Linked DNA regions of Mus musculus: all the other regions are linked to region 2. Evidence: chromatin contacts called from public promoter capture Hi-C data. All regions are on one chromosome and are shown on one strand. The core of a region is the stretch at or near the end of the contact, and the rest is flanking DNA. Distances in the headings are between cores, read along the strand shown. Region 1 holds the start of Mrpl20 (mitochondrial ribosomal protein L20). Region 2 holds the start of A430005L14Rik (RIKEN cDNA A430005L14 gene). Region 3 holds the start of Gnb1 (guanine nucleotide binding protein (G protein), beta 1).

Evidence for each region. Promoter capture Hi-C pulls out the DNA fragments that hold promoters and counts their contacts.
Region 1: a promoter capture Hi-C map of pre-B cells shows a contact between it and region 2, with 3 times the contacts expected there. The contact joins the promoter of Mrpl20 here to the promoter of A430005L14Rik in region 2. A contact is called at or near these places in 2 of 39 promoter capture datasets (cranial neural crest and pre-B cells).
Region 3: a promoter capture Hi-C map of pre-B cells shows a contact between it and region 2, with 3 times the contacts expected there. The contact joins the promoter of Gnb1 here to the promoter of A430005L14Rik in region 2.

The regions. Positions count from the first base shown.
Region 1 is chr4:155,801,561-155,804,260 of GRCm38.p6, reverse strand. Mrpl20 (mitochondrial ribosomal protein L20) reads right to left here and starts at 1,383. Exons shown (of 5, transcript NM_025570.3): 1 at 1,166-1,383; 2 at 519-888; 3 at 318-428. The coding sequence starts at 605.
Region 2 is chr4:153,955,889-153,958,588 of GRCm38.p6, reverse strand. A430005L14Rik (RIKEN cDNA A430005L14 gene) reads right to left here and starts at 1,352. Exons shown (of 4, transcript NM_175287.4): 1 at 1,267-1,352. The coding sequence starts at 1,281.
Region 3 is chr4:155,489,920-155,492,619 of GRCm38.p6, reverse strand. It overlaps Gnb1 (guanine nucleotide binding protein (G protein), beta 1), which reads right to left and starts at 1,259. Exons shown (of 12, transcript NM_001160016.1): 1 at 1,040-1,259.

The DNA.
Region 1 (2,700 bases), core at 134-2,633, 1.8 Mb before region 2:
TTCTTACTGTCAAGGTCAGAAATGACATTTCTTATGGCCCTGTTGACTTAGCTCATAAGTACTTACAAGAACTATAACCCAGCGCACAAGTACAGCTTTCACAAATGACAAAACAAAACAAAACAAAACAAAACAAAACAAAAAACCACTTTTGCCCAAACATGTAAAGGGAATTCCTCGGGAATGAAAGTCAACATCCTGCGGCTACAGAAGGCTAAGCTCCGGGGGCATGGAGGGCTGAGCTCCCGAAGCCGGTTTGGAAGAGAGCCTAGCTCTAGGGAGATGAAGGACAAGCTGGGGGTTGGGGTCGGGCTTACGGTCCTCAGGTTCCGCTTCTTAAGTCTGCGGGCCTTCGTACACTTAACGAAGGCTCTGGTCACCGCCCTGACGGCCAGGCGGTAGCAGCGATTCTTCCTTCCCCGAAAATGCTGGATGAAGAAGAGGGGAGAAGGGTGTCGGGATGGCAGCGCGGCCCTCCACCCCCGCCCCACGCCTCGGGCCGCGACTCGCGCACTCACCTGAGCGTGTTTCAGCACCTCCTGAACCCGCCAATAGCGATCGGTGAGGCGGTTCCGCAGCCAGAGCCGCGTCGTGAGGAAGACCATGATGGGCTCCCGAAGCCCGACCGGCTGCCAGAAGCGCTTCCGGGTCAACGGTCAGACAGGCCAGCCCTGCCGGATGTGTGCGAGCACTGTCTTCCGGGGCGCCTCTAGACTCGCTCCCTCAGTTCCGTTGTGCCAGACCGTCCGCACGCGGGAGAATGGTTAGAGCATAAACTGGAGGAAGCCCCGCGGGCGGGGATGGCGAGCAGTCCCGGACGGAAATCAGATCTACAGAAACCGCCAAGGAACACTCGGTGGTCCGCTCTTCTGTGGGCATCAGTTGACCCTAAAGGAAAGTAAAAGAAATTGGGCTGGTGAGATGGCTCAGTGGGTAAGAGCACCCGACTGCTCTTCTAGAGTTCAAATCCCAGCAACCACATGGTGGCTCACAACCATCTGTAACAAGATCTGACGCCCAAATAAATAAATGAATGAATGAATAAATGAATAAATAAATAAGAATAGCCATGTGAACAGTATGTTTAAGAAAAGGAAAAGAAAGTAAAGGAAATTAAATCAAGTAAACCCATTCCAAAGACAGCTAGTCTGAGTCAAAGGCTCACATGAACAAAGGTATCTACTGTCCTGAAGATGTATCCTGGGGATGGAGCCCAACCTCCCGCAGGTACAGAGGCCAAGTTTCGGGGGGTGGAGGGCTGAGCTCCTGGAGCTGTGGGAGATACAAGCTCTACCGAGATGAAGGCGAAGCTGACAGTCGGAGTGGGACTCGCAGTCAACTCAGCAGAATTGGGGCTGGAGAGAGGGTTAAGAGCACTGACAGCTCTTCCGAAAGTCAAATCCCAGCAACCACGTGGTGGCTCACAACCATCCGTAGTTAGATCTGACGCCCTCTTCTGGAGAGTATGAAGACACCTACAATGTACTTAGATATAATAAATCTTTTTAAAAAAGAAAAAGAAAGAAAGAAAGAAAACAACAGCAGAATTTAGCTTATTCACCAGCTTTACTTGGAGTAAAGGTCTGAGTAAGAAGTTGGCTACCGCCGGGAGGTGGTGGCGAACGCCTTTAATCCCAGCACTTGGGAGGCAGAGGCAGGCAGATTTCTTGAGTTCGAGGGCAGCCTGGTCTACAAAGTGAGTTCCAGGACAGCCAGGGCTACACAGAGAAACCCTGTCTCGAAAAGCAAAAAAAAAAAAAAAAAAAAAAGTTGGCCACCAAGCCAGATGGTGGTGGCACATGCCTTCGATCCACTCAGGAGGCAGAGGGAGATGGATGTCTTGAGTTCAAGGCCAGCCTGGTCTACAGAATGAGTCCCAGAACAGTCAGGGCTACACAGAGAAACCCTGTCTCAAAAAACAACAAAGTAAAACATTTGTCTGTCAGGTCCCAGATGAGGAAGTAGACATGGACTCTCATCCCCAACCAAGAAGCTATCTCCAATTGCCAGCTGCTCCTAAAAGAAAAATTAGTTTTTCCTTGAGGGAAAGTCTTACACAGGGAGTCTTACATAGTATACTACAAACCACACCTTAAGGGCAGGCCCCAGGTCCAGATGGCCAACAGAAAACAAATTCAAAGGTATTTTGGGAGATTTTTTTTGGGGGGGTCTCATATTGTTTTGTTTGGGAATTTTTTTTAACTTTACTGTTCGTTTGCTTATATTATTGATGATGATAGGTTATTTCTTCACAGGTGAAATGAGCCAATTCAAGTCAGATTAGAACATTTAAAGGTAGGTTTGGCCCAAAGGATTGAGAGAGGAGGATTGGCCAAAATGTCTGGCTTACATAGGGAGGAGCCTTTGGTGGAAGGGCAGCTCAGTCCCTGGGCTGGAAAGTTTAAGGTTGGGGGCAGAGTGTCCTTGCCAGGTAGGAACTGAGGGATGCTGGGAGAACCTGCAAGCCAGGTCTGCTTTGATATGTAAAATATGTACCTGAGTTCCCTGTCCCAGGATCTGAAACTAAACAATTATGGTTTCTGAATTTGAGTTTTTATGTCTTTGAGTGTTTCTCATGTTCTTTTGTAGGTTCTTGTTTTTTCTTTTTTTTTTTCAATAATTTATTTTTGTATTCACTTTACATCCAATTGCAGCACCCCCTTCTCCCAGTCCCACCCTTACAAATCCCTCCCACTCTCA
Region 2 (2,700 bases), core at 103-2,602:
AAAAGCAGAAAAAAGTATTTGAAGACAGAATGGTTGAAAGCCTCCTGTTCGTTGAAAACAATAACCTGTGACTGGGAAGTTTGTGACACAGGAGGGAGAGGATAATAAACACATGGCCAGGCCACCTCCCGGGGCAGTTCTCATCCTGGAGGTACCAGTAAAAAACAACTGCTTATTCTGCAGAAACAGTATGTGAACCACGGTGAGATCACTACCTGCACGAAACAAAATGCCAGCTAAGAAAATCCATACCCAGAAAACCTGTCCTCTAAGATGAAGGTGAGAATAAAGGAATTTCCAGATGCAAATGGGTGTGTGTGTGGAGGGGGGAGGGGGTGTTGCTTTAGAACCACCGGGAGTTCTAGCTGAAGCTAAGGACCCAATCAGTAATCCAGGTACAAAGGGCACCCTCGACCCCCAAGGAAAGTCCCTAACATAAAATTATCTTAAACATACTTCTCTGAACAGGCAAAAGAGGCACGTGCTAGCAACAGGCAGGAACAAACAAAGGGGGAGGGTCCGAGGGGCCCTTGCTGGCCTGAGGAAGTGGCTGCAAAGGGTAAAGTAAGGATTGCAAGGCTGCACTGTCAACAGACAGCTAACGGAAAGTGGGAGAGAACCTCACAAGAGTTAGACCCTTCTGTGTCTCACTGGAACCGAGGCGCGCAAAGAAGTAAAAAACACAGCGGGGAACTATTAAACCTTAATAAAGTCTCCTTATGCAAGGGAGGGGCAGCAACCATGACCACTGACACGGGGAACAGTTATTGTCAGCCTCGCTACACACAAACGTCTGCGCAACGCAAGAGGCAGGGACGTCAGCCTGGACTTTGGCTAGCGGTGCAGGGCAGACACACTTCAGGCTAAGGGACTCACTGTCCCTGCCATGCTCGTTCGGCCAGAGACCCTTTGCAGCCGGGGTTTAGGTCCCAGTCACCCTAGCTCCCGTCCCACTGCCCGCCCTCAGCCCAGGTTACACACGACACAGGGGCTTGGCTGAGCTCGCTCGGCTGCAGCACGCCCATCTGTGGGCAGTGCGAGAGGCCAGGAAGCCCGGGCAGTAGCCCGCACGGCCGAGGGCAAAGCTCGGGTCCCGGTGGCCCTCACCCCGGGGAGCGAGCCTGGAGCCCCGCGCCTGGGGCGGGTGGAGGTGCCTGGAGTGCGGGTTCCCCTCCCAGGGGCGGGGCTCGAGGCGCCCGCCCCCCGCCGGCTCCCCTGGGAGAGTGCGGCTCGGCGGCGCGCACCCCGCCTGCGGGGGCCCCTCACCTTCCTGCTCCTCATGAGTGAGCGCCCCGGCCTAACGCTCCTCCGCCAAGTCTCAATCGCGCGGCTCTGAGCGCGCGCGCGGCGTCTGATGTCATCGCCACGTCACCAATCAGGGGCCGGCGTCTCCAGGTCACGTGCTCTCCGCGTGCAGAGCGGGCAGCGCGCGCCTCCCCGACGGACGGCGAGCCGCGGGCGGAGCGCCGGAAGCTGGGCAAGGTTCCCGCCACGCTGGGAAAGGGACGTCTCCTTCGCGCGGAGGCCCGCCCGTTTTGGCCGCCATGTTTGGGAAGGGCACATCCCTGGGACCCCCGTCGCCGCCATGTTTGAGAAGGGCGGCTGCCTTGCTGCAGGCCTGTGCTCTCGGGTCTCAGGCCACCTTCAGCTCGGGTTCCCCTTCACCCCGAGGGAGGCGTTAGACCGGCCTAGCTCTGCCATCTGCCGGCACCTCACAGTCCACGTGTGAACTCTATGGTGGGAAGAGAGAGGAGACTCTTGCTACGTATCCTCTGACAATTACTGACACTCCCGAGTTACTCCCCATCTCAATAAATATAATAACAAATTGTTAGCATTCTGTCTAAACTCCACCCACAATATGCTCCTCCCCACAGTTAACTGGCCTGACCCACTTTTATAGGGGCTGCTTGTCCCCTCCTCCCTCTCTTAGTCTTGCTTCCCTCTTGCTTCTCTTCCTTGCTCTTGCTCTCCCCTTCCCCATTCCCTTCCCTTTCCACTCTCTCCAAGTGCTCATAGCCATGGCTGGCCTCTACTTCTCTACTCTCTCCCTCTCTCTGCCTTTCTCTGCCTCAATTACCCTCTTAACTCCTGTCTACCTTGAATAAACTCTATTCTATACTATACCATCGTGTGGCTGCTCCCTCAGGAGGAAGGGATGCCTCAGCATGGGCCCGCTGAGACATTCCCTTCCTCTAAACCTCACCACACCCCTATAGGACATATTCTTTCTGTCTTTATCTTTTTATAAACACATCAATAATAATGATGATAAATATTATAATTAGCTTCAAATACACATGAAACCTTTGGCCTCAGCCTCTGGTCCTGCTGGACAGCCTGGACAGGTAACCCTGGTCGCAGAACTCACAAAATGAACCAGACAGACATCACTGTTTTGACATCTTAAGGGTGAGACCAGAGAGTAAACTGCTCTAGGGTTTGGTTTCCCTTACATCCTGGAAGTCCTTGTCCTCTGCTCTGCCTGACCAGCTCTCTCCAAGCCCACTCCTCTCTCTCTCCAAGCCTGCTCCTCTCTCCAAGCCCACTCCTCTCTTCAGTGCAATAAAAAGGAGACAAGCATGTAAAGATACCGTCTGCACTGCAGAGCTGCACAGGCTCCTCTGTCTTTAGAAAAGCCCCTCTAAGTATTACAGATGGATGGATCAGGCTGCTGGGAGATTAGGCTTTGGGCAGGGA
Region 3 (2,700 bases), core at 10-2,509, 1.5 Mb before region 2:
CCAGGGGAACCCGAGGCTGTGGAGGAGACGCGGAAAGACTAGGCCACCCTCTGAGTGCTCTGGGCAGGACGTCCCCTCCCAGCACTGATGCATCAGGCGAACCCAGGAGCCCGGCGCCTTTTCCTCTGCACCGGCCACCAGAGCCGGCCTTTGTTTTCAGCCCCGGCAGCGGACGGCGCGGTCCTGGCTGACAAAGGCGGGTATCGCCATCTTGTCGCGGCGACCGGACGCGGCGCCCATTCATTTACGGGTGCCTGGGGCCAGGAAGGCCGGCAGCGAAGGAAGCTGGGAAGCTTGGTAGCCGTAGGCCCGCACCCGGCAGGGGTTGATGGCCGAATCCAGTAGACTCGCCCCGTGTCCGCTCCCCGCGCGCCCGGCCGAGTCCCACGCCCCGCAGGAAGGCGCGGTCCGGAGGGCAGAGCTCGGCTTTTGTTCCCGCGGGGACTCGGCCGCGAGAAGAAGCGCCTGCGGCTCTCCTGGCATCCCCACCTTAGCAAGCCATCCAGGCTCGAACCTACGACCCGAGCCCCAGCCCTGCATCCCGTTCCCTTTCTTAAAACTCAAGACCACCTCCGGGATCCCGCATCAGGCCCTAGACCCCCCCGCCCCCCGCAACAGCCTCGACCCCAGGAACATGAATGAGTCTGGAAACCGAATTCCGACACGGGCTTTGAACCCAAGACCACAGATCAGGTCCCGCATCCGGGATCCAGCCTTGAACCCAGAACCCATCCCAGATCTGGCCTTGAACCCAGGACCTCCACCCAGGTTGCCGCATCTCCGGGCCCGCACCCCGGACGCGGCCTTGAGCCTAAGACCCCGGCCCGGGCCTGCGCCCCGGCCCAGGCGGCTCCGCCCCATCCCTCACCCCCCGGACCCCGAGACCCCAGCCCTGCCGCCCACCCGGCACGCCGGGGATCGCCCACCCAACCCTGAAGAGCAGGATGAAGACGGCGGCCGATGACCCACGAGCGAGAAGAGCCGCAGGGCCTGGCCCAGCGCGGGGCAGGCTCAGCTCACAGACCCCAGCCGCGCTCACCTCGCCCTCGCCCGGTCTGGCGCCCACGCCGCCGCCTGGTCGTCGCGCTCGCGGCCTGCGGGCAGGAGTCGGCGAGGCTGGTCGGGTCCGCGCGGCGGCTGTTCCAGTCCCAGCCCCGCTGCCCTCGCCGCCCGCGCCCGCCACCGCCGCCGCCGCCGCCGCCGTCGCCGTCCGCCCCTCAGACGCCTCCAGCCATCAGGATGGGCGCGGCGGCCCCTGCCCGCAGCCTCGGGAAACCCCACGTCGCGTCACCGCGCACGGGCGGCGTGCGCGTGCCGCTCTTTCCGCCCCGCCCCTCCTTCCCTCTGCGCGTGCGCGAGAGGCTTAAAGGACCCGTGATTTTTTTCCCCCACCCCACCCCACCACCACCCCACACACCCCGCAAGGGTCTTCCAGGGACGTTGGCAGCCTATCGGCCTCGGTGGCCTCTGGCTCTGACCTGACGGTGTCGGCTCCTGTGCCATGTGCCCCAAGCCAGAGGGCGGTGTGTCCTGCCTGAATGACCAGCCCGGGAGGGCCGAAAGGCGTGCGTGCGTGCGTGAACGGCCTAGCAGGTTCTAGACAGCGGGGGTAGAGGGGTAGGAATAGCCAGGTGGGACAGGAAAGATGTCAAGATTAACCACCAGAATCTTTAAGACATGCCATCCGGTCTGGTCCGTCGTGCCTATTTGTCCAGCCATCTTCAACTAATATGACTCCTGCCACAATGACTTTTTCACTCCCATTCTGCCCTTTCCAAAACCAGGTGAATACCTCTCTTATTTCCTCTTGGCCTGCACTACCCTCTTTTAAACAAGAGCCACAACTCTCTGGGGGGCCTGGCCACCACGCTGACTCTGAGACCTTTCCATGATTCACACTTGATACCTTCCCTTCTTGTTAGCTTCTGTGCACCTTGCAGCCTTTCCTTGAAGCCCATTCCTTCTTGAAACAGCCTTTGAGTGGTCTGCACACTTCCCCCTCCCTGCCCTGGGCGCTTCCTGCCGGGCCATAGAAATGTGTCTGTCATTGTTCAGTCCTGACAGTTTCCTCATATACTTTCCCTGTGCCAGCCCTGATCTGACGCCTGATTTTACGAGCCCTAGCTTCTGCTAGTGGATGGGTAGAAGTGAGGAACCAGGTATTGGATATTCATTGCTACAAAAGTGTCATTGCTGAGCAGGCACCCTGAGGGAAAACATACATTTACATGAACATACATATATGTACATGCAGATGGTCATGTGGGCATTCGTATCTTTTTCTTGATCACAGTAAGTGTGTGGTCTCTCCAAAATACTGCATATTCTCTTCCTTGCATATTGAGTGACCTGCTTTGAGAGTAAGAAGCCTGGTTCCAGTTACCTCAAATATATCCACCACTGCTATCATCTCACCCTAGGGCCTCTGACCCCTGGGACTCTATGCCCTTCACTCCATCTGTTCGAGACCTGACTCTGTCATTTGTGACTGTTTTTTACCTGAAGTTCTTGACAGCTCCATCATCCCACTCTCTCCAAGTAAAAGTACAGGGTCCTTCCTTCTCACCATTCTCTCCACTGTCCCTTGTGACTCCAACTTCCCACAAGTGCCTCTTCCATGAACTTGTGAAGGCCAGACCTTTGATGATACCACTTCTGCACAGATGTCCCCAACCCCTTAGTAGCCCAGTCCCGAGAGAA